Linked DNA regions of Mus musculus: all the other regions are linked to region 1. Evidence: chromatin contacts called from public HiChIP or PLAC-seq and promoter capture Hi-C data. All regions are on one chromosome and are shown on one strand. The core of a region is the stretch at or near the end of the contact, and the rest is flanking DNA. Distances in the headings are between cores, read along the strand shown. Region 1 holds the start of Hsd17b2 (hydroxysteroid (17-beta) dehydrogenase 2). Region 2 holds the start of Gcsh (glycine cleavage system protein H (aminomethyl carrier)). Region 3 holds the start of Atmin (ATM interactor). Region 4 holds the start of Bco1 (beta-carotene oxygenase 1). Region 5 holds the start of Gan (giant axonal neuropathy). Region 6 holds the start of Cdyl2 (chromodomain protein, Y chromosome-like 2).

Region 1 (3,867 bases), core at 155-2,654:
TGTGTGTGTGTGTGTGTGTGTGTGTGTGTACGTGTGTGTGTGTGTGTGTGTGTGTTTGTGTGTACGTGTGCTCATGTGTAAGTGTGTGTTCGCGCTCATGGTATATAATACCCAGATACCTATATATAGAGACTGAACTATCTCTCCAGTTTTTACAGAAGGGCTCTTGAGCTGGTGAGTCACAGGTGTGTGGATTCAGATTCCTTGCTCTTGGATAAAGTACAGCCTCTCCCAGCCTGAATTTTCTAGTTTACAAGCTGACTCTAACAAAGGATTGTGTAAGATGCAAGCTGGGCAAAAGGAGGAACTAGCACAGGAGGGGTTGCTTTTCTGTGTTTGACCGAAAGCAGACAGTGGGTGGTTCAAAGGGCAATGCCGGGGATTGACACCCTGCTGCGTTCCGGCTCCTAATCTCTCTAGTCTCCTATTGATTGCCTCTCTCGTTATTGCCACACGAATAGAAATGTTGTAAGGACATCCTATTCGGAGACCGAGTCCTACTACCAAGAACAGAGCCTCCAACAGGGTAGACTGAGTCAGAATTGAGCAGAGCACTGGTTCTGACAGCTTCTCTCAGTCTGATTGTCATTGCTATGGTCTCTCTCTGGCACAACTGCCCTCTGGGAAGACACAGGCACCTTCCATCTGCCTCTAAGGTGAGCCTTTTTTTGGCTCATTGAGCCCTTAACCTGTCTCAGTTGGCAGTAGTCCTCCAGATACAGGCCAGATCGGGGATGCTCTCTTCTTAGAATCCACTTTCCAAGCTTCACTGATTACCTGGATAACACACACACACACACACACACACACACACACACACTCACAGCCACACATACAGATACACTCGGAGTTAGCAAAAGAACTCAACCAACACAGAGAGGGCACATCCAAAGGAGATTGTCTTCTTGTGATTCCAAGTCTGTCAATCATTATCTGAGTAAACATCTGTCAGGTGGGAGGGTGCGTGTGCGCGTGCGTGTATGTGTGTATGTGTAAGTGTGTGTATGTCTGTATGTGTGTGTATGTCCGTGTGTGTATTATGTCTGTGTGTTACGATGTGTGTGTGTCTATTTGTGTGTATGTGCCTATTTGTGTGTATGTGCATGTGTGTATGTCTATATGTCTGTGTAGGTGTGTGTATATTTGTGTGTGTGTGTATGTGTGTGTGTACGTGTGTGTGTGTGTGTGTGTGTTTGTGTGTGTACGTGTGCTCATGTGTAAGTGTTGAGTGCCTTAGGGGAATGAGCAGGTATTTATATCACAGTGCACAGTTTAAATTACATCCTGGGAGTAGTCTCCCCTATCACTACCTTTAACATGCTTGTTCAAAGGGTGCGGGGGCTGTCGTTCCCCCCTCCCGCTTGCCTCTCCCTTCATATAAGCCTGGGCTGCCTCCAGCCAGCTTCTGCACTCACAGTATTCACTGGCCCAGAGCAAGTGAAGGCCAGTGGAGAATGAGCCCGTTTGCCTCTGAGTCAGCATGGCTCTGCTTGGCTGCCGCTGCAGTGCTGGGGGGCACGCTTCTCTGCGGATGCCGGAGTGGCAGGCAGCTGCGGAGCCAGGCGGTGTGTCTCGCTGGCCTCTGGGGAGGTGCCTGCCTGCTCAGTCTGTCCCTCCTCTGCACCTTGTTCCTCTTATCCGTGGCCTGCTTCCTTCTTCTGTATATGAGTTCATCTGACCAAGACTTGTTACCTGTGGATCAAAAGGCCGTGCTGGTGACAGGTAAGTGGCCAGCATTCCTGTGATTGTCCTGCGGAGAAGAGTCTGATACTCTCTGTCCTCAGTGGGGGGACACTGTCAGTTTTGGCTTGAGTGGGAAGTGCTTAGAGTGAATGACAGGCAGCACATACCCGAGTGGTTCTCACTGCCTTTTTGCGTGTCCTTTGGTTTGGATGGGCTTTGGAAGGAGCCAGTGGTAAGACAAAACGTGACAATTGCTCAGGGCCACAGATCTATACAATGAGTGTGTTAATTTCCTAGGAATAAATATAAATAAGTAAAACAGCATCATTTCACGTGTGTTCTTGTACCAGGAAATACCTGACAGACTTCTTCAGGCTTGGTTGCTATTCTGTTCTGAGGTGACTATTTATCTAGGTCCTAGGCCTGGTCACCCCTCTATGTATGGAAGGAAGGTGGCCAGTCAGCTTTGGCACAATACTGTGTGTCTAGGGACGCCACTGTACTTTGAGCCTTTGCAATTTGCCAGGCTGCTGTCCCGAACCACGAACCACCCTGTTGTCCTGTTTGAACCTTTTCTCTATATGTCATTAGTGTATTAGTGCTTCTTAATTAGATCAAACTGGCAGTGCGTGCACACGGAGCTAGCTGCTCATTAGCTGAGCTGCCAGCCTCTCACTTCTTCTGCAGGCTCTTCTGCAGTAAGCGCGAGGCGGCCAAATTAGATTCCTTGGAGTTGTAAAACGGGTTTGTTTGGTGAAAGCTGCAACTAGAATTCCCTCAAGTGATCCTAACCCAGAAAGGCCTGGAAAGAAGAGGAAAGGCCATCGGCAGAGTCACCTTGTGAGGAGGGTGTCACCCCTGCATAAGGAAGTCATCACCTGTGGCTGGGGCCCCTGGCTGTGGTCAGCAGGGGACTCGTGGACTGATGAATCAATTTTTTTTTTTTTTTTTTTACTTTAAATCCAGTAACAAAGATTCTTCTTGTGAGCACGGTTTGGTTCTGGCTGGGGTGTGGAAGGGCAGGACATCAGCTTCTCTGAGTTTAAGATACAACAGTGAAGTCGAGTAGTTATTGTATTTCCCAGTTGTACGAAAGAAGACAGAACCATTAAGTACACGTCTGTCTCTGTCTGTCTCTGTTTGTCTCTGTCTGTCTGTGTCTGTCTTTATCTTTCTCTCTCTGAGGATCAGAGGTCAATCCTGGGTGTGTGCCTCAGCCACTCCCCATTTTATCCTTTTGGTGGTATTTCTCCCCCACTCTGGAGCTCCTTGAGTGGCTAGCCTGGCTTACAAGCAAGCCCCAGCGATCCTCTTGGTTTTGGCTCTTCAGTGAGGAGCTGCCAGCATTTCCCACAGTGCCCAGCTTTTTCCGTGGGTGCCAGGGATCTGAACGTGGGCTCTCATGCTTACACAAGTCCCTCCCTCCCTGAAGCTATCCCCAGCCTCAGAAACTCTGGAAATAAATGAGGTATGGCATCCTGCCCATCACAGAATCGACAGGAAATGTAGACAATCCAGAGATCAATTCAAGGTTTAACACTTTTTCAGTTGACCTCTGAGAAGGAGCGATTCCAGCAGATCCCAAGATAGAGGAGAAAGCAGGACTCTGCTCCCCATTTATTTGGTGTCGTCACCACCTAAGTGAGGTGAGCAACACAAGCTCAGGGACTAAGCCCTAGGGGAAACTTCCAAATGTCAGAGCCGGGCTGGAGATATTTGAGAGACACTGAAATTGCCATTTCCCATCATTTGCACAATGAAAGCACAAGGTTGATATTATTCCTGGGAAGGCTTAAGATCTTTGCTAAAAGTTAGGGTGGAGCCCAGGGATAGAGGAACTTGTCTTGCTTGTGCTAAGGTCCAGAGTTCAGTCCCCAACACCACAAGAAAACAAACCAACCACCGCCAATACCAAAGAAAGAGAGAGAGAGAGAGAGAGAGAGAGAGAGAGAGAGAGAGAGAGAGGAAGGAAGGAAGGAAGGAAGAAAGGAAAAGGGAAACAAAGCCCAACCCTGCCCCCAAGCCCCAATGTACAAACAAACAAACAAAAAGCCAAACCAAACACAAAACCAAACTAAGCTCAAAATGAAATTAAAAAAGTTGAAAATAAATTTGTGATACCTGAACTCATTAAATTTTTAAAAAAGATTTATTTTTAACTATCCCCCCCTCTGTGTGTGTGTA
Region 2 (3,829 bases), core at 1,202-3,701, 710 kb before region 1:
TAAGCCTGTCCTTGAAGAAAGGGCCAAAGCCTTGGCTTCAATTCCCAACCCTGCTAAAAAAAATAAAGGAAAAGGGATTTGGGTCAAAGATGATGCACAGCTATGTGGCTGTGGCTCTCAACTGCCATTCTCTTACAAGTCTAGAACCCCCTGATTACCTTATGACCAACAATCATCACCTCAACACAGCATCTGACCAGGGGCGGACAGTCACAGATCTCTGACCCTTTGCGCTATCCTCGGCCACACCGCTGACAGTGTCGCTGCTCTGCCTCAACTTTGCAGCTTCAGTTTGAGCCAGCAGCATTCTGAGCTCAGCACACCCAGGTCCACTTGCCCTTAAAGTCCATATTGTCCTTTTAGCCCAGGAATGCTACCTAGGCTTAGGCACAGATTACAATTCTCCGTTAACCCTTGACCTCACTGAAGAAAGCAGATTAGGTAAATAATTACTTTCTTCCTAATCCTCGAAAAACACAGTTTGAGACCTGGGGATGTGGCTTTGGGGGATGGGTGCTTGCCTATCACTGTGGTAGCTCTGAGTTCAGTCTCTACCATTGCACAGCTGGGTTTGGTGGTGCTCGGCAGTCCAGTCGCAGCACTGTGGAAGGATCTGAAGTTGTCATCCTCAGCTACACAGGGGTCTCTCCAGCTTCGCAGTGAGAGCAGACCTCAGAGCAGAAACAGACTGGGGGGGGGGGGGGGGGCGGCACACCTAAATCCCAGCACTCAGAGAGGAAGAGGCAGGTAGACTTCTGTGAGTTCTAGGCCAGCCTGATCTACAGAGAGAGAGAGTTCTAGAATAGGGAAGATTACACAGAGAAACCCAGCCTTGAGAAAACAGAAACAAAACCCCACCATGGTTTGGGGCCTCAGAAAATCTGAGCTGAAACTGAAGATACTGCATTCTCAAACACAATAGCTTGCTTAATATGGGTCAGTGGTGCTATCTGGCACTACACACTAATAGTTAATAAAACTATTCACTGCTAATATGTCAAGCTGCAGGTGACAGGACGACTTCCCAGTAACTCTGAGGTAGCTATTGCCTCGCCTCCACTGTTCTAATGCAGGGCACTGGGGTTCTGAGAAGTTGAGAGACTGTGCCCGAGACCACACAGCTCTAAGAGGAAAAACCAGAATTGAATAATGTCTGTGTTTCAACAAGCACAAGGCTCTGCACCCTGCATAATAAGTGTGCACAATTCTGCCAGTTCAAAGAGGGTAAAAATGAAAAGAACCTGAGTAGTTAAGCAGACCGTGGGAATTGACACATTAGGCAATATTTAACCAAATACCTGGAACTCAGTATGTAGCTCCAGCTGCCCTCGGCCTCACAGCGATCCTCCACCTCAGCAGTGCTGACACGGTTACCGGTGGAAGCCACCCACCATGCCTGGTTTGAAACGGACTGCTTATTTGAGCATTTCTTTACCCTTGTACTCCAGTCAATAACGGTCTGGTGTGTGAAAAACTGGAGAAATTTTAGCAAGAAAGGAAGAAACGTGGCACTCCACACCGAGGAATAACGTGATCAACATTTTGAGTTCCACAGATTTCTGACCCACGGCACTCGCTGAGAGCAGCCGTTCCGATTTGTGCTGCCTGAGTAAGGTCTCCACTACTTGCACATAAAACTGTTTCCCAGCTAACTGTGCAAACGCGTACAATGGGCAGGTCTCCCAGCTATTTCCAGTCCGTCAAACCAGGCTCGTTTGAACCCCAGTACACATCAATGACTCAGACGTTAGAACTTTTCCTGCTGTCTGTAGTTCACAGCTAAAGCTTCCTCACTACGCTTGATTTTGCGGGGGGCGGGGGAGAGAGTAAAAAGCTTATTTCTGTTACTCTGACTTTTCATTCATCTGTATATGCATTCTGCTAAATTTTAGTATGTGTTTCTGCTTAACTTCACTTCGCAGTTCCTCGTAAACAAACTGCTGTTAGGTTCCACAGCAAACCTAAGTGCTCCCCACATTTAGGATCTCGGTGCACCTAAAAGCAAGCTCAGCCCGGCACGAGTGGCCGGTTTACCTGCGGGTCCAGCCGTCCTTCCCTCCCAGCTCCACCTTTCTACCCCGGGTTCAAAGTTTGCTCCTGTACTCTCCCGCCTACTTAGGGAGAAAGGCCGCAGAACCAGGATCCCAAGAGCGAGAAGCGTGGGTAGGGCTATAGGTCGGTCCGGCCAGGAGGCTTGGGAGTAGGGCGGGCAGGAGCGGTGACCACGTGCCCTGCACTTACCCGACAGCAAAGCAGATCCGGTGCGCAGTGAGCGGACGGCGGCGGCGCTCGGTACACAGGGCCGCGGCGAGCAGAAGGTCAGGGCGGTGCGCAGGCTGTAGGCCACAACCCGCAAGCTCCTCGACACTTGCAGCGACATGGTCAGAGGTCCGGAGGGTAACTGCGCTTCGCCTCCGCCACCGGGCCGGTGGGGACGGGGTGGGTCCAGAGTAAGCGGAGCACCCAGGCCCGGGGGCGGAGCCCGGGAGAGGCGCGCTCTGATTGGACATCTTGAAGGTTCCACTTCGGATAGGACAACCCGCGCGAGGGGCGTGTGCATGTGGAGGCGCTGAGGCCCGGATGGGGCTGTGTGAGAGGCGCAGATTGGCTGGGCAGGGAGGAGGCGGGGCCTCACTGGAGGGCGGAGAGTAGAATCTTGCGAATAGAAGCTCCAAGTCCGCAATCTAGGAGTTGCCCTGAACTGCATCGCTGCAGGGGCCAGAGAAAGATTCCAGCAAGGATGGTTTTGCTGGGCTAACGCAGTCTCATGCCACTAAGCCAAAAAGTCCTACGGAAGATGAGGTGCCGCCAGGCCCTTAAAGCACACAGTTACGCCTAACTGCACAAGGTCACCCCCATGGGATTCATTTAAGACCGTTCTAGGCATCAAACCCTGTTTCAAAGAAAGAAAGAGGGAGGGAGGGAGGAAAGAAAAAGGACAGAAAGAGAAAAGGGAGCCGGGCGTGGTGGCGCACGCCTTTAATCCCAGCACTCGGGAGGCAGAGGCAGGCGGATTTCCGAGTAAGGAGTTGTCCATCCTCGGAGTTATCAAGTCAGGGACCTCCATTCCTTATGTTCACTGTCAAGGGAAATGGGTTGGCACCACCAAGACAAAACAGGATTTACCCTGAGGTGGCTGCAGATGTCCTTGGAGAGGGAGAGAAGGCTCCCTGAAAAGGCTCAGTGTCCCTTAGCCAAGAGAAAAGCGTAGGATGTACTGGGGGCAGGGAACCCAGAGTCTGTACAGTGGATGAGGGGAAGGGCGGAACAATATATACTAGAAGCTGTACCAGACATTCAAGCCAAACTAGGGCTGCTGGTGGCAAGGAAGTAGCAGTTAGATAAAAACTCTGGTAGATGACAAAGGTGGTGAGCTTCCATGATGGCCAGCTTCATCTACACCCCCCTGAGCTGAGACAAAAGCCCGGTACCTTAAAAACGGGTGGTACCTTTTAAAATGGGCTGTTTCTTCTCCTGCCAGCCCAGCCAGCCTCCTGCTCAGGGACTGGCTCAAGTAGTTCAAGGCCACATCAGGACCGGCTTACACTTGTAGGCCAGCCAGTGATCCTGTCTTTTCTTTAAACTGACCAGCCCTATAGGGAAGACTCTACAGAGCCAGCAAACAAACAAAGCAACCCAACCCTCAAGAAGAGATTCCAGCCTGGTAGCTGCATGCAGCTTTAATCCTAGCACTCAGGGACAGATCTCTGAATTCAATGTCAGCCTGGTCTATAGTGAGTTCCAGAACAGCCAGGGCTATACCAGACAACCAGAGGAACTCTGTCTCCGAAAACCAAAGATAGATAGATAGATAGATAGATAGATAGAT
Region 3 (3,904 bases), core at 275-2,774, 760 kb before region 1:
GAAAGCAGGCTGAGCAAGCCAGTAAGCAGCGCCCCTCCATGGCCTCTGCATCAGTTCCTGTCTCCGGATCCCTACCCTGTTTGAGTTCCTGTCCTGACTTCCTCCAGTGATGGGCTACAATCTGGAAGTCTAAGCCAAATAAACCCTTTCCTCCCCCAACTTGCTTTTTGGTCACGGTGTTTTATCACAATAGAAACCCTAACTAAGGCTTAAAGACATTTCCTCCATACATACCTTTTTAAGGGGGAGGGGGGATGGTTTGATTTTATTTGTATGAGTGCTTTGTTTGCATCTGTGTATGTATACCACATTCGTGCCTGGGAACTGGAGTTATGGATGGTTGTAAACCACCATTTGGGTGCTTGGAATCAAACCTGTCTTGTGTAAGAACATTAAGTGCTCTTAACCACAGAGCCATCCCCCTAGCCCCACTAGCTCCCTTTGACCACTCTCCCGACCAGTCAGTCACATACAAAGAAGTCATTCTGCCCACAAGGTTCATGAGTGGCTGAATGGGAACTGCCGAAGCCCTTGCACTTGCTGGGGTATTTATTCTACTTCGTAACTCTCCCTGGTACAGTTGGCAGGAATCTGGACCTGGAATCTGAACAAGAAAGCCTAGCGTCATGCTGAACAATTCTCAAAAATGCCTGCTTCAGAATTCCTGGAGTCTGAGTATGTCCCCAAGGCAAAGGGACTCTGCAGTTGAGCCCATTGGCCCTGTGATACCCAGGTCCAATGTAGTAGGTGGCATGATGACGATAGATGTCGGTTATGAAATGTGACAGACTCAACTTCCCATTCCTGATTTTGGTGTAAAGGAAGGCCCATTGGCAAAGAAATGCAGGTGACCTCTAGACGCTGAAAAAGGCAAGATCCTTGGAAGAACAAGCCCAGCTGACACCTTGCTTTCAGCCGACTAGATCCACCTCAGACTCTTCCCTCTTCAGAGATAAGAGAGAATTAGTCTGTGGGGGCTGGGCTGTAGCTCAGCTGGCAGAGTACACGTCTAAGGCACTGGGTTCAATCTTTAACGCTACCACTAGGCTTAGTAAAACCCCAGGAGTATGGAGGTAGTGGTAAGAGAATAAGGAGTTCAAGGACTCCTTGATTATATGGGGATTCTGAGGCCAGGCGGGGCCTCAAAGAATAAGATAAGTTTGTTTTGTTTTGTTTTTAGTGTGCTACCGATCAAATCCAGGGCCTTAAGCATGCTAATCAAATAGTCTACAATATAAAATTTATTCCTAATAACAATAAATCAACGGTCAAAAAAAAAAGGTTAAACCTGAAAGCATCTCTTTCTCTTCTATCCAGCTGTTGCCTGAGCTCAGGTCCCTAGGAAGTAGAAAGTGTGGGTTCATGGAACCTATCCAATTCACCTGTTCTCCCAGCACATGGGACTTCAACCTCCAACACGCGCTCGCCGCGGCCGGCGGGCGGCGCTGCGGCCACCGACCGGCCGGATGCTAATGAGCCCGGAGGCCCCGCCCCCTGCCGGAAGTGGCTGCGGCGGGGGCGGGCACTGCGAGAGGGGCCTGGCGGCCGTGCGGGAGCCATGGCGGCCACGGAGGCGGCGGCGGCCGATTCTGCGGGTCCGGCCCCGGGTGTCCCGGCCACGCCGGCGAGCACGCGGGGAGCCGCCGCCGCCTCTAGCCCGTGGAGGCCGCCCGAGTCGCGACTGCAAGGCAGCCGGCCGAGACCGGCCAGGGCTCGGGCCGCGGCCCCGGTGCCACCGGCCCGGGAGCTGATCCAGCCGACTGTGAGCGAGCTGTCCCGGGCTGTGCGCACCAATATTCTGTGCACCGTGCGCGGCTGCGGCAAGATCCTGCCCAACAGCCCTGCGCTCAACATGCACCTCGTCAAGAGCCACCGACTGCAGGTGAGCGGGCCGCGGCGGGGACGCGGGCGCGGGGTGTGCGGGGTTTGCGCCGTGCCCTGCCACCTGCGCCCGACCGACCGAGCACGGCGAGAGCGCGGGGGAGCGCGCACAACGCACCGGGCAAGCAGCTTCTCGGTGGCGTGCCCACAACACCTCGGGGAGCCTGCCTGTTTACTCAGGTTCCAAGGATGAGCGACAGGTGATGTCGCCAAGGCACCCAGATGCAACCCCGCAGGCTTTCCGCCCCTCCCACGAAACTGCCGGTGGGTCCTACCTGGTCACTCAAAAGCGGCTGCGGGTTGGGTTGGACTCTGGGCACTTGAGCTGCAAGTTTCACGAGGCTGCTGAGATCAACTCTGCGCAGGAAGGAGAGGGGAGGGAGGTTTCTCCCGTGGATCTGTAAGGAGGAGGTTCACCGGTAGCTGGTATGACGGATGTCTGACCAAGACCTCTCCGTGTTACATAAATGGGGACGGTGGCTTTCAAACCCATGGTATACTCTGGAAGCTTGGGGGAGGAAATCAGATGTTAGGGCCCCCATGCCAGACCTGTTAAGTCACAGCTGCTCAGCTTTTACAGTAGAAAGCTTCCTTTCACCGTCAGATCTCAGTGCCCCCAGTGCTCCAACTGGAAAACGCAAGTCACTGAAAGCAGTTTTGTGCGCCTTTCCCCTGGTCAGATTTGAGTCATTACTTGGAGGGTTGCAGGATCTCTCTGACCTGCAGGTGAATTCACCGTGGGCATCCCCCACCCCCACCCCTGAGAACTCCCCAACTGTAACTTTTAGGTTTTACTCTGTAGTAAGGCCAATAAGTGTAGTAAGGCCAACAAAAGGCAACAGTGATGTCAGGGAAAGGTCAGTCAGGAAATGTCAGCAGGGGCAAGCTGAGGAAGTTCTGTGTAAAGGTTTGAGCCTCGTTCCAGAACACAACTCACTACAGGCTCCAACCTGAAGCTTCCTCTTTCATCCTAAATGTTAAATTCTCTCTTTCTCTCACCATGATTTAGGGGGGTGGAGAGTGAGTGTGCCTGTAATAATTCCATGGCCTAATCCCTCAGCTCCTTACAACTTGCATTCAACAACGGTCACCAGCCTTCAGTGTTGTCCCCCTTGCTGATAGGATAGTTCATGTCCTTGTATAGCCCAAACTATCCTCAAACTCACCATGTAGCTGAGGATAACCTTGAACTCTTGATCCTCCTGCCCTAAATGCTCCTGAAGTCTCCTAAATGCTGAGGCTGCCGGCATGCATCATCATGCCCATTTTTATTCAGTGCTTGGGACCAAACCCAGGTTTTCTAGGCAAGCACTCTTCTGGGCTCCAGCTTCAGCTCCAGCCCCGGGTGATTTCTGATCACAAAACAAAGCTGCTGCTCTGACCAAGGGCATCCTTGGTGTTGGCCACAGTGATTCTAGCCAGCATTTCTTAGCGAAGTGTTTGTTCTTTAATCTGGACCTGCTATTGGGGGAGCACTGTACCCCTACAACTTGGTTCTGCCTTGGAAGCACAGAGATGCCACTGGCTGTGGTGAAGTGGTGTGATAATGTACATTAGATTGGTGCTCACAGCTCAGAAATACACAGGAGGGCAGGTATGACACGTGACAGGAAGAACATGTCTGAGCCAGTACAGGTTTGGTTTGGTTCAGTTCAGTTCTTAGGCGGGGTCTTGCTATGGAACCCTGTCTAGCCTGAGTTCACTCTGTAGACCAGAGTAGCCTAAACTTACTGGGAGTGTTCCTGCCTACCCCCAAGCGCTGGGACTACAGTGTGTGCCACCATGACCTGCTCCAGCAAGTGTGGACATCAGCAGTCAGATGTTTATTCAGATTTGAGTATGTCGGAGTACCAGAGTCCTCTCTGGCCTAGGGCCTGTGTGTCATTCTTCCCAGACTCTTCATCCGCTTTTCAGATTCTCTTATCTAGAGACAGCAGTGAACGGCCTGGCCCACTCCTGAACCCAGATATTGGACAACAGAAAGACGGGCTGTTGGGAGAAGATTCCTGCTTGGTCTCTGGAA
Region 4 (3,597 bases), core at 956-3,455, 610 kb before region 1:
GGTGTTTTATCATAACGATTGAACCCTAACTAAGACATGCCCCCTACACTATTTGTTAGTCATAATTGCCTCTGCCCCCTTAGTTACATGTGACATTATTTACTCTTCTGCTAGCTCAGTGCTATTAGCAAAACTGCTATGGGGGGGGGGAGTAGTGTAAGTTTTTTTTCTTCTGAGCTCTTAGTGTATCCCAGATATACAAGGATGCAGCTTTTCATGGTTTGTAATAAATAATTCTGGCATGGATACATGTGTTTGGACATGACAGCAGCATGAAGTAGCAGGTAGGTTATCATGGGACTTACTGGAAATATGGAATAGAGAAAAAAATTCCTCCTTAGAAGAGAGAGAAAAGATAATGGATCTTGGGATTCTGATAGCCTTACACCCTGCTTCATAGCTATGAAAAAAAGAGACTCAGAGAGAGTAACGTGGCCCAGGCCTACAGGAACTGCAGCCCCATTTCATTCAAACTCACCGTCTCTTCCCTGGCTATGGGCTCCTCAGCTCCAGCTGTGCACAGTAGAGACATTCCTCAAACACGGGCCTCTGATTCCACTGAGCTTCTGAGTCAGTGGATCTGGAGCCCAGCCCAGTGACAGCACTTTGCAAACTCTCACCAGGTGATGACAACATGCAGCCAGGGGAGGAAGCACAGCCTGTTCTAGAACGTTCTAAAACCCTGAACGACTCTCTGCTCAGCTCTCACCCTCCTACCTCCACAGTTGGGCTATGTGAAGGCAAGCCCTGTGGCTCTCTCCCTCTCTCCTCAAACTCTGTCTGTCTGTCTGTCTGTCTGTCTGTCTCTCTCTCTCTCTCTCTCTCTCTCTCTCTCTCGTGTGTGTGTGTGTGTGTGTGTGTGTGTGTGTGTGTGTGTGTGTGTGTGTGTGTGTGAGCTTGTCTATAGGCCAGAGGACAACTTTGGCAGTTGCCTTTTCTGGTACCATCCATCTTATCTATTTATTTTTGAACTCACCAAGGGGCTAAGCTGGTTGGCCATCAGCTAAGGAGCTGCCTGCCTCAACCTCCTGAGTACTGGGATTGTATACATGCAGCAGGCAGCAGGCAGCAGGCAGCAGGCAGCAGGCAGCAGGCAGCAGGCAGCAGGCAGCAGACAGCAGACAGCAGACAGCAGACAGCAGGCAGTACCAGCACCAGGCTTGGCTTGGCTCCCCCACCCTTTTTTTTAACCCTGAGTCCTGAGAGTTGATCTCAGGGTCTTTCTTTGGCAAGTAGAATACTCTACTGACTGATCCCTGTCTCCAATCCCAAAGCATCTTTAGTTTTATAATTTCTTTAATTACATAAGACAGGGAGATCATACATATTCACGAGGTGTCCTGTGGTGTTTTGATTCCTGTATATGTGGTGGAGTGTGGAAGCCTTCTGCTGCTCTCCTGGCTGAGGGCGTCACTTCGAGCAGCAGGAACCGAGAATCCCCCAATTCCCACCCTATGCTCTCAAAAATGCAGTGTGGATTTTAGTCTTTGGGTCCTCCCTCTTATCAGTCTGAGTTGAACTGAAGGGTTCCCGATGGACTGGCTATGCAGAAGGCCTCAGGGATCCTCCTGTCTCTGCCTCCCAGCTCTGGAATTCATTCGGGTGCTCTGGGCAGAATTCAAAGCCTCGCTTGTGCACAGGCCCTGACGTTGTTTTGTGTTTTAATTGTTCTTTGGTTCCCGAAAAAGCCAAGTCTTTGTCTTCCCCATCTTTGCTTTTTAAATGGGCACATGACACATCTTTGAGCCCTCCTTCCAAAAAGAAAACCAATCAAGTGTCCGTTGATAGGATTTTTTTTAAGAGTGGGAACGAACCAAGCCCCAGGTTAAAATCAAAGCCTTCTCTCTCTGTTTGCAGAAGGCAAAGATGTCACCAGCCCACAACTTGCAATAGTGCGGTCAATGTCTTTGATGGTCCCCTCGCTTGAAGAGCCTTTGCTGATCCCAAATGCTGTTCTCTCTGCTCTAACCATAAATGCATCCAGTTCTCAGGATGGGCTAGCTCGGGCAAACTCAGCAGAACGCGCCAAATCATCTCTTCCGACTCAGAGCGGAGCCTTCCTTGGCTAAGCTAAAAGTGAAATCAGAGCGGAGGAGTTGGAAAAACACTAATGGGATTAAAGATTAGCAGTAACACATGGCTTGGGAACTGACCTTTGACCTAACACACACACACTGTATAAATTACCCAGCAGCTTCCGGCAGCAGGCAGAAGCACCGGTCAGCTTGGGGAAGGGACACAGAGGAAGAGACGGAGTGTACAGGGACCAAGGATGATGTCAAGGAGCAAAGAGCAGGAAGACAGGAGGCTTTGAGCACACACGGCTTTGTCTATTCCAGTAACAACCCCCTTGCTGCCGCTCACCGGTTCCATGGAGATAATATTTGGCCAGAATAAGAAAGAACAGCTGGAGCCAGTTCAGGCCAAAGTGACAGGTGAGACTTCTGTATTTAGATGGGCATTTTCCTCACCCCCTCCCCCTCCCTTTATCCCTCACCCCCACTCCCACCTCCACCTCCCCTGCCCCATGTTAGAAGTTGCTTTTGGAAGCCTGGAAACCCATATATGGCAACAGGATGAGCCAGTATCCAGAAACAGTCTCTGTAACCAATAGGGTATGTTTCTACACGGTAACTCGGTGTCCACGGGGAGAGCAATCCTTTCTCACTGTCTCCAGAGGAGTGTTGGGAATGCTCCGATAGCCACGGTGCAAGTGGGGGAGACCAGAGGACAACTTGTAGGAGCTGCTTCTCGCCATCATGTCGGTCCCAGGGATGGAACCCAGGTTGTCAGGCTTGGCTGCAAGCCTCTTTCAGGCACTTATGATTACAGTGGGTAGTGGGAACTGAACTCAGGCCCTCAGGAACTGGAAGCAGTGTGTGCTCTTAGGCACTGCACCATCTTTCCAAACCCTCTCTCTTTAAGTTTTCGTAAGACAAGATAGATGTCTCTCAGTCAGGGTTACCATCGCTGTGACAAAACACCCTGAACAAAGCAACTTGGGGGAGGAAAGGGCTTGGCTTCCACTCTCTGCATCCCTGTTCATCATCTAAGAAGTCAGGACAGGAACTCAGGGCAGGAACCTGGAAGCAGGGGCTGATGCAGAGGCCATGGGGGGTGCTTACCAGCTTGCTCCCCGTGGCTCTCTCTTCATAGATAGTTGATGGAGAGCGCTCCTGAAAGTGATCCTTCAAACTCAAACACGCTAAGGCTCAGGTGCCACCCTCAAGTCCACATTCACCTCATTACTTGAAGCAAGACCTCTCACCAACCTGGAACTTACCAGTTAGACTGACTAACAAGTCCCAGGAATCCTCCTGCCTCTGCCTCCCCAGCACTGGGATAACAAGCCCATGTTATCTCTCATGGCTGACCTTTTGTCACATGGGTTTGGAAGGCCAGCTCAGGACCTCCTGCTTGTGTGGTAAGCACTTTATCCACCGAACCATCTCCCCAGCCTCTAGAATATTCTCTCATGTGGTGAAGCAAACGTTCTCCCTCAAGACTCTGCCTGTCACCTCCAGAAAGCCACTGCTTCCCAGCTCTTAGCCAGGCAAGGCACTTCTGTTCTGCACAGCTCAGGGCTGCAGCGCTGCT
Region 5 (3,995 bases), core at 1,028-3,527, 540 kb before region 1:
CTCTGTTATCAGAGCTGTTTATTTCGGAACCTCTGGCATTTGAAGAATAGACCATCATTACAATCAACGAATACGTTTGTATCAAATACCTGCATCGTGTAAAGCTCTCCTAGTCGTATACATCGTGGGGGTCGAGGGAAGTTAGGGAAGAGGGGTAAGTGTGCAAGCATCTGAAGACACCAGAGGCTGACATCAGGGGTCTTTCCTCAACCACCTTTCTACATTGCTTTTGAAACAGGGTCCTTAGGATTCTGATTCTCGATAAACTGGCTGGCCACCAAGTCCCAGGGATGTTCTTGCCCATCTCCCAGCACCTTCTCCGACCCCTGGCAGGATCACAAGTGCATACTGCAGAGCCTGGCTTTCCATGGGTGCCGGATGTAGAGCTCTGGTCCTCATGGTTGCACAGCAAGCACTCTAGAGACCAACCCCACCCCCACCCCCACACACTCACATCATCCACTTTCAACAACAGCACAACAGAGAGAAAATGCACAAGAACAAAAAAATACAACCCAGGAAACATTTATTTAATATTCACACTTAAAATAAAACACCACCCACCAGCCATCCAACCCTAAGTGAGGAGCACTTTGTACCAGGTACTCTGATACCAAGAAGGGCTTGGCACCTGGAAATCGTGCCAGGCCACAATAAACACGGAAGCGAGCTAGTCATATGGATAAAAAAAGCGTCTTACAGAGCAATGTTCAAAACACATCAACTACTTAAACAAAAGAGTGTTGACTGAGCCCAGAAGCACTATGTGAAAACAGGCCTGCATTATTTTATTATTATATTTTCTCAATAGGCACAAATACAGAGGCTGTATACAACACAGCCCACTACAGGCCTTACTAATTAGTAACTCACAGTTCCTTGTTAGCTCTACTCAGCTCTGCTTTCCCAGACCTTAGTTTTGACACAGCTTACTTTTTTTTTTTTTTTGGATGCGGGGGTTGTCTCTTTGGTTTTTCAAGACAGGGTTTCTCTATGTAGCCCCTGGCTGTTCTGGAACTCTCTCGGTGGGCCAGGAACTCACAGAGACCTGCCTGCCTCTGCCTCCCCGGTGCTGGGATTAAAGGCTTGCGTCACCACCTCCTGGTTTAGAGTCTAGATACTTTTATCACTGCAGGTATAGATACTGTGTTTGAAATGGAAACTGGAAATGTATCGATCTTCTACTAGTAACTTCCTTGACTTTACTCCCCTAGTCTCCTATCTTGAGTATAGTTTATACTCTGATTCCTATCAGTGACGCCAAAGCCTTGCTGCTTCCAGGGTGAAAACCAAGACTTTCCTTGGGGCCTTTGGACTACGGGAGGCTGTGCTGACGCACTGAAAACCACATCCTGCCTTACTTTGAATGCTGCCCCAATGTTCTGATCCTTGGTCCTCATAAGACTTAATTCTCTGTAGCCTCGAGCACCTAATGTTTGCACAAAATGGTAGCTACTTCCTCCACTCCCAAGCACCTTCAGCAACTTCCAGGGACACAGACGAGGCTCGCCCTGCAGAGTGAGCACACCCAGGGGTGCTTAGTACCACAGCCTTGATCTGTCTCTGTGGGAAGTCTAGCCCCCACCATCCGAACATCTGGCCTTCATACCCCCTAGTCTTTCAGACTTTATCTTTCCTAAAAGGTAGGGATGGCAATCATGCAATTAACTGGACCCCCTCTCCTTCCCAATTGTACTCTTGTGCGGGGGCGGAAGGGAGGGCATATACCACAGAGTCCTTTTATCCAGCCCACTATCTAATCTTGGCATCGATCTGCTTTAAAGACCCCGATCTTAGAAACCTTCGGAACACCTTACCCCTACCGCGGTATTTAAAACCCTTCCATTGCTCCCGGTCCCCAATTGCAAGAGGAAAACACCTTCCTTGCCACAGCCTTGCAAAACTGCTTGTTTCTCTCGCTTCACTCGCGACGTCTTCAGCGAAGGCTTCTGGCGGACTCCGCGTTCTGCCCGGAACTAATGGACGTGAACGTAGCGAGGCGTAACTCCCGCGAAAGGAATAATAAGTCCTCGGCTTCACTCTGCGTCTCACTCCCTTCCACACTGAGAGCACTCGGTTCGCCGAGACTGGGAATTGGATACCGCGGAACCGCTAAACCCTTCCGCCCGCACCAAGCACAGCCCGTGGGCGCGCCCGGCGCTCGCAGCCCAGCCCTTCTGATTGGCTGCTGCGAGGTAGGGCGGGGCGCGGGGGCGTCGCGGAAAGATGACGCAACGGCACAGCTCCTTAAAGGCGCCGTCCGCACGCGCTGCCGATGGCGCAGGCGCGTTGTTGAACTTCCAGCTCTGACTCCAGAGCTTCACTCAGTCCGGGCGGGCGGGCGAGCGGACGCGAGGAGTGGCCGGCGGGGACGTGCGCGGGACTCGGGCGGGCGGGTCGGGCAGGTGGCGGCGGAGGAGCGGGAGGCGCGATGGCCGAGGGCAGCGCTGTGTCCGACCCTCAGCACGCCGCGCGCCTGCTGCGGGCGCTCAGCTCGTTCCGGGAGGAGGCGCGTTTCTGCGACGCGCATCTGGTCCTCGACGGCGAGGAGATCCCGGTGCAGAAGAACATCCTGGCGGCGGCCAGCCCGTACATCAGGTGAGCGGGCGCCGCCGCCCATCGCCTCCGCATCCCTCCCTCTCTCTCTGGCCTGGCCGCCTGCGGCTCCAGTGGCTCTGCCGCCGCGCCCCTCGGGCGCCCATGGGCCTCTCCACCGAGATCGCCCCGATCCCGGAGTCCCTGGAGGTCCGCAAAAGCCCCAAACACGGTGTACAGGCCGTCCTGGACCCGCACCCGCGAGCAGGGCGGGGCTGCTCCGGGAAGAGCCGCCCCTTCGCCCCGACAGGCCCCGCCCGGCCCGCGGAGCCCCGCAGAAGTTTTACCTCCGAGTCACCGCACAGTGGGCCGGCCAGGTTTTGCGCGGGGAAGCCAAAACAAACACCCGCGGCTTAGGCAGAAGGAGAACCCTGTAAGAGGTCGGTGGGAAGCCCCCACCCCCAAAGCCCAACTGTCACTTTGCCACTCCCTTGTTACAAACAGGCAAAACTGTTGCGAATTTGAGAAGACCCGGGGTCGTTCTTTGGCTACAGTTACCACCGAGGACCCAGCGATTGTAACCACCAAGAGGGCACTGTAAAACTTAAGCGACGCAAACCTTAGCCCAGTTTACTAGGTTAATGAAAAGGTTGAGACCAAGCTTATAGCATCGGATCAGAATTTGTGAGATGGGCTCCTGTCTTTTCTTTAGCAACTTTCCTTCAGGCAAACTGGTTTGCTCTTTTAATATGGGGGGTGGGGGGGGGCACTAAAAGGTAGAGAAAGTGCCCAGTAAGCTGGTTAAATATAGACGAATGATAGCAATGTCACTAGAATTGACAGATCAGAAAATGGAAAATTATGTGTATGCCGTTTCTTAGGGCTCTGTCCCAGCAGAACTCGGACACATATGCTGTTCTTGAATCTTTGCTTTTGGAGACCTTCGAACTCCAGAAGCAATCCAAGTGCCCTTGAAACTTCTGGCTTTTAGCCTAGCCTGGCCTTACAACATTGGGCTCTTTGTGGACTTAGGGGTCAGGTGTCTGTGAACAAGAAATTTAGATCACCAATATGACAGCTCAGGGCTGGCAGTTCAGAGGTTAAGGCAGTCAATCAAACTGAATTTCCAGGCCAGACCTTTCCCGTAACAGAGTAATCCTAGTTTGGGAAATGCTTAGGAAAACTACAATGGATGCAGTATTGTTACAGATCCTTAAATGGCACCCAGCTCTAAAGTCGCATATCCTGAAACACTGTCTCCATCTTTCTCTGTGATACTTACCACTGCAGTAAACCCTGTATTTTGCTCATCTCCGTGAGCCACAATGTAAAGTCAGTAGGCCAAGGATTTTTCTTTTGTTTCTTGCTGGGACCTTCCTAGAGGGACTGGTGCCTGGTGCCAGAATACATGTGTTGAATGAGTGATTACCTCGCTTCCCAGTGGACATCAGAGGTTTGGC
Region 6 (3,805 bases), core at 1,169-3,668, 970 kb before region 1:
CCTTCTAGTAATGGCTGTGCAAATAATCAGCCACAGGAAAACCATTTTAGATCTCACACAATTACCTACCACCACAGAAGTAATTGTTATTATTGTCCTGCTTATTGAACTTCAATAAGCACTTTTGAGTTGCTGAGATAGTTCAAGGCCATTGCGGAAACTCCCATCTTCATCTGGGGACTGTAATTACCAAGGTTAAGAATGGCAGTTTCAGGTGAACATTAAACAAGAAATTATCCCCAGGAGGTTTGTAAGTTTCAGACTTTAAATGGGGACGCACTGACGTCTTCCTGTGATGTCCACTTCATGTCTTCAACAAGGCCACTTGTCACCCAAGCAATGTCAGCTGCTCTGAGACAACTCACCATCAGTGAGAAAAATCCCATGACCTCAACAAGATTGGCTTTGTTCCTAAATGGCATCCACTTTCTGCCAGGGTCCAGGGGACTTGGTCAAAGGTTTTCGTTTCACTATGTTTTAACTTTTTGGTTTCAGAGACTGCTCTGCCATCTTGGGGAAAGATGGATGAGTTTGGGTGGCCCGGAGTACTACATCCTGTCAGTTTCTCATCAATTTCCTCTCCCTCCCTGGCTTCTCCATCAGCACAAAGAGAAGGAAGGCCATAGGATAAAGAAGAGGGCAACTTATATCATTTTTTAAAAACGTGGGCCCCACCTGAGCCTGATGGCTTGTCACCCATCACCGGGCCCCACCAAGCTCAGAATCACCCAGAAAGCTCTGGATACATAGGAAGCTGAGATGCCTACCTGCCTGTCCTCCACTCTCCACTCACACCAGTCAGTAAACCTTCTTCCTGAGAAGCCTGGGCTTCCAGGAAGACCCCGGGAACAAAGCTTACAGTTGATGAACTACGACTGCAGTCTCTTAACCCAAAATGCTAACTCGACCTGTTCCACGACTGCATGGAAATTTAGACAACCTTCGGAATGACAGCCAACCGTAGTGGCTGGTTCATACTGGAGGAAAGGGGTGGGAAACTCAACCTGACCCGTGTGACACTGGTTTCTTGCAGTATCTGCAGGCCTCCTGGGAGAAGGTGGCCAGGCCCTTTGGCTTCTTTATTCAGACCCTTTTCGTGAGAACAAACACCTCTTGAAGGGCATACTCCCCCTGGGATCAGTGGTGGCTTCTTATTTGTCCAGGAGTCCAAATCCCACTCAAGAACTGTTGTGGTCCCGAGGCCAGCTAAGCCCTCTCTCCCCAGGGACCGTGGGTATTTCTTGTCCAAAAGATGACAGATGGACGCCTTCTTTCAACATTTTGAACCGATTTCAAAATATCCAGTGCCCACTACTACCTGTGTGACCTTAGAGACAAGTATGACCCCCTTAGTGTGCCAGTGGAGTTCTGGGAACTGGATTCACACCCATGTCCTCTGACAAGTCTGACCACCCACATACAAGTTTCAGGCCAGCTTCCCTTCCACCTGGAGGGTCCCTCTGCAGCCCCTCTTTCACCCTAGGAAGCATGACACCAGCAGAGGCGACCAACCCCCAAGCCCTTGCCAGGAGAGCTTCAGAGTCCAGAGAAGGGGGACACTAGGCAGCAGGTGGGGGGAGGGGGCAGGCACTCAGTGGCCCCTGTGGAACTGCAAGAGTGGTGTCCCCAGGGCACCCCCTCCCCCGTGCCCCAACACTCTTGTCCTTTTCATTCCCCTTCCTAGGAACCTGGCTCCGCTTTGATCACCCACCCAACCCACACCCGCGCACCCCCGGGGGCTCAAGACCCCTAAATTGGGCCGTCCGCAGCGCGGGCCCCCCCGCATTCCCTCGCACGCCCGGCGACTTTTTTTTTCTTTTTCCTTAATTTTTTTTTTAACCTGTACTTTTTTTTTCCACACTCGGGGCGGCTCGTCGGGGCTGAGCAAGCACCTCCCCGGGACCGCTACCTTCCCTCCCTCCGCCCCGGCTCCGCCCGGCTTCCTCCTTCCCCTCTCCAAGGCCGCAAAGTAGATGGAGTAAGAGAGTGTGTGCGCGAGAGAAAGAGAAAGAGGGAGCGGGCGCCGCGGGAGGCGGCGGCGGGAGGCGCGCCCGGCCCCCGCCACCCTCCGGTCCCCGCCGCCACCCTCGGGTCCGCCGCCACCCTCGAGTCCCCCAGCCGCCCTCCAATCCCCGGCGCCACCACCCGCGGGCTCAGGACTACGCTCACACCAGCTCGGCCAGGCCCGGTTCCCCGGCGCCGCCCGCGCCCCGGCTTCTCCGTACCTCGTAAAGGTCCCCAGAAGCCATGCCAGGCTGCGGAACTTGGCTCGCCGGGTGTGCGCGTCTTGCTCGCTCGCGCGCTCCCGTGCGTGTGCGCGCGGGGGGCCCGGGTTGCGCGCGCGCGTGAGCGCGTGTGTGCGTGCGTGTGTATAAGTGTGTGGTGTATGTGTGTGTGTTTGCGTGCGCGCGCGCGCGCGTGTCTGTGTGTGAGTGTGTGTGAGAGTGTGTGCGCGCGAGTGTGTGCGGCGTGTTGAGTAAACTGTGTTTTTGCAGAATGACAGGCTTGGGGGCCGCCTGTGCGCAGAATCGGAGCGGGCGGCGGCGGGGCTGGCGTAACCGGCGGCGGCCGCGGCAATCGCGGCGACACGCGAGCGCGGGCAGGGGCGACCGACGGCTGCGCAGCGCGCCCTGAGCCTCGGACGCGGCCCCCTGAGCGCCCGGGCCCCCGTGTCCCGAGGCCGGTGACTGTAGCGCTCGGCTCGCCCCGGCGCCGCCTGCAGGAAGCCGCCCCGCGCCCGCCGCCCGCCCGGACGCTGCTGCCACTGGGCGAGTCCCCGCCTCCCGGGAGCCCGGCCCGGCCCCCGGGGCGGAGGGGGCGGCGGCCACCGAGGGCCGAGCCCGGGTACCGCTCCCGAGCCCGGCCGCGCGCGCAGCCGCGAGGCCCCCAGAGTACCCGGCCAGGTGCCCACCCGGAATGACCTGCCCGGGCTGCGAAGGGGCGGCCAAGAGGCAGGTATCAACCTGCAGGTCTCAGGCAAGGGAGCCCCTCTTCAGTCCTGCTTCTAGCTCCAGAGTACCCCACTCTTCTCCTTCCCGGGGAGGGGACTGGGCACGTTCTTAGGAAAACTGGCCCCTCGGAGCTGAGGGGCCCCCTTGCTTCCAGGATGAGTTTTCAAGGAGAGGAGAGAGGAAGTGGCTGGTCCACAGGCTCCAAGGAGAGCCAGGACAGTGGCAGTCACCACTAAACCCTGCGAAGTGTTTTAGAGCCAGACATGGCCTCCCCTGGAAGCTCTCTTGCCTCACTATCCAATCAGTTAATCAACAAACATTTCCCAAAGTCCACCCAACTACAAGTGTCTGCAGCCACCAGTGAGACCCTGCCCACACTGGACTTTGAATCCCAGAGGGAAGAGGAGATGCGCATTAGGGAAGAGAGGAAGGGTTCCTTCAATGTCTCAACAGGAGTTCCCTCTACTGCTGGGCTACAGAGGTAGAGTTACCTCTTTCTAAAAAGTTATCTCCTCCTAAAAGCATCCTGTATGTATGGTCACCTTTGTACCTAAAGGCTTCTCTTTTTAAAATAGTACAACTCTCTCAGAATCCCGGGGTGAGTGTTCTGACATTGGAGAAGGACACAAGGGACTCAGGCTCCAAATGTCTGTCCACCTCGTCATTTTTTTTTCAATTTTTTTACATTCAAATATGTAATGAATATGAACCATATCCTCCTTTGGTCGTTTGCTGTTTGCAGCACGGTGGGCAGATCACCTGCTCTCCTTTCCAAATGGGTGGCCATATACAAGCAGCACCGTGGAGGATCCAGGTACCCGTGGTGATGTGGCCTGTCCATCCCCCAGGGAACT

Evidence for each region. Promoter capture Hi-C pulls out the DNA fragments that hold promoters and counts their contacts. HiChIP or PLAC-seq counts read pairs in DNA pulled down with a chosen protein or histone mark.
Region 2: a contact with region 1 is called in a promoter capture Hi-C map of stem cell-derived epiblast-like cells, with 2.9 times the contacts expected there. The contact joins the promoter of Gcsh here to the promoter of Hsd17b2 in region 1. A contact is called at or near these places in 8 of 39 promoter capture datasets (the 3T3-L1 cell line, cranial neural crest, embryonic stem cells and 4 more).
Region 3: a contact with region 1 is called in an H3K4me3 HiChIP or PLAC-seq map of bone marrow-derived macrophages, with 5 times the contacts expected there. The contact joins the promoter of Atmin here to the promoter of Hsd17b2 in region 1. A contact is called at or near these places in 1 of 39 promoter capture datasets (neutrophils) and 2 of 115 datasets of contacts at active chromatin or transcription factors (bone marrow-derived macrophages and hepatocytes).
Region 4: a promoter capture Hi-C map of stem cell-derived epiblast-like cells shows a contact between it and region 1, with 4 times the contacts expected there. The contact joins the promoter of Bco1 here to the promoter of Hsd17b2 in region 1. A contact is called at or near these places in 6 of 39 promoter capture datasets (cranial neural crest, embryonic stem cells, liver and 3 more).
Region 5: a promoter capture Hi-C map of neutrophils shows a contact between it and region 1, with 4 times the contacts expected there. The contact joins the promoter of Gan here to the promoter of Hsd17b2 in region 1. A contact is called at or near these places in 6 of 39 promoter capture datasets (embryonic stem cells, hippocampal neurons, liver and 2 more).
Region 6: a contact with region 1 is called in a promoter capture Hi-C map of stem cell-derived epiblast-like cells, with 3 times the contacts expected there. The contact joins the promoter of Cdyl2 here to the promoter of Hsd17b2 in region 1. A contact is called at or near these places in 4 of 39 promoter capture datasets (the 3T3-L1 cell line, embryonic stem cells, neutrophils and 1 more).

Annotation. Positions count from the first base shown.
Region 1 is chr8:117,700,542-117,704,408 of GRCm38.p6, forward strand. Hsd17b2 (hydroxysteroid (17-beta) dehydrogenase 2) reads left to right here and starts at 1,405. Exons shown (of 5, transcript NM_008290.2): 1 at 1,405-1,722. The coding sequence starts at 1,455.
Region 2 is chr8:116,991,047-116,994,875 of GRCm38.p6, forward strand. Gcsh (glycine cleavage system protein H (aminomethyl carrier)) reads right to left here and starts at 2,452. Exons shown (of 5, transcript NM_026572.4): 1 at 2,242-2,452. The coding sequence starts at 2,380.
Region 3 is chr8:116,941,869-116,945,772 of GRCm38.p6, forward strand. Atmin (ATM interactor) reads left to right here and starts at 1,525. Exons shown (of 4, transcript NM_177700.4): 1 at 1,525-1,882. The coding sequence starts at 1,559. It also overlaps a transcript of Cmc2 not described here.
Region 4 is chr8:117,093,660-117,097,256 of GRCm38.p6, forward strand. It overlaps Bco1 (beta-carotene oxygenase 1), which reads left to right and starts at 2,206. Exons shown (of 11, transcript NM_021486.3): 1 at 2,206-2,435. The coding sequence starts at 2,372.
Region 5 is chr8:117,155,704-117,159,698 of GRCm38.p6, forward strand. Gan (giant axonal neuropathy) reads left to right here and starts at 2,278. Exons shown (of 11, transcript NM_001081151.2): 1 at 2,278-2,598. The coding sequence starts at 2,432.
Region 6 is chr8:116,730,573-116,734,377 of GRCm38.p6, forward strand. It overlaps Cdyl2 (chromodomain protein, Y chromosome-like 2), which reads right to left and starts at 2,419. Exons shown (of 7, transcript NM_029441.3): 1 at 2,226-2,419. The coding sequence starts at 2,249.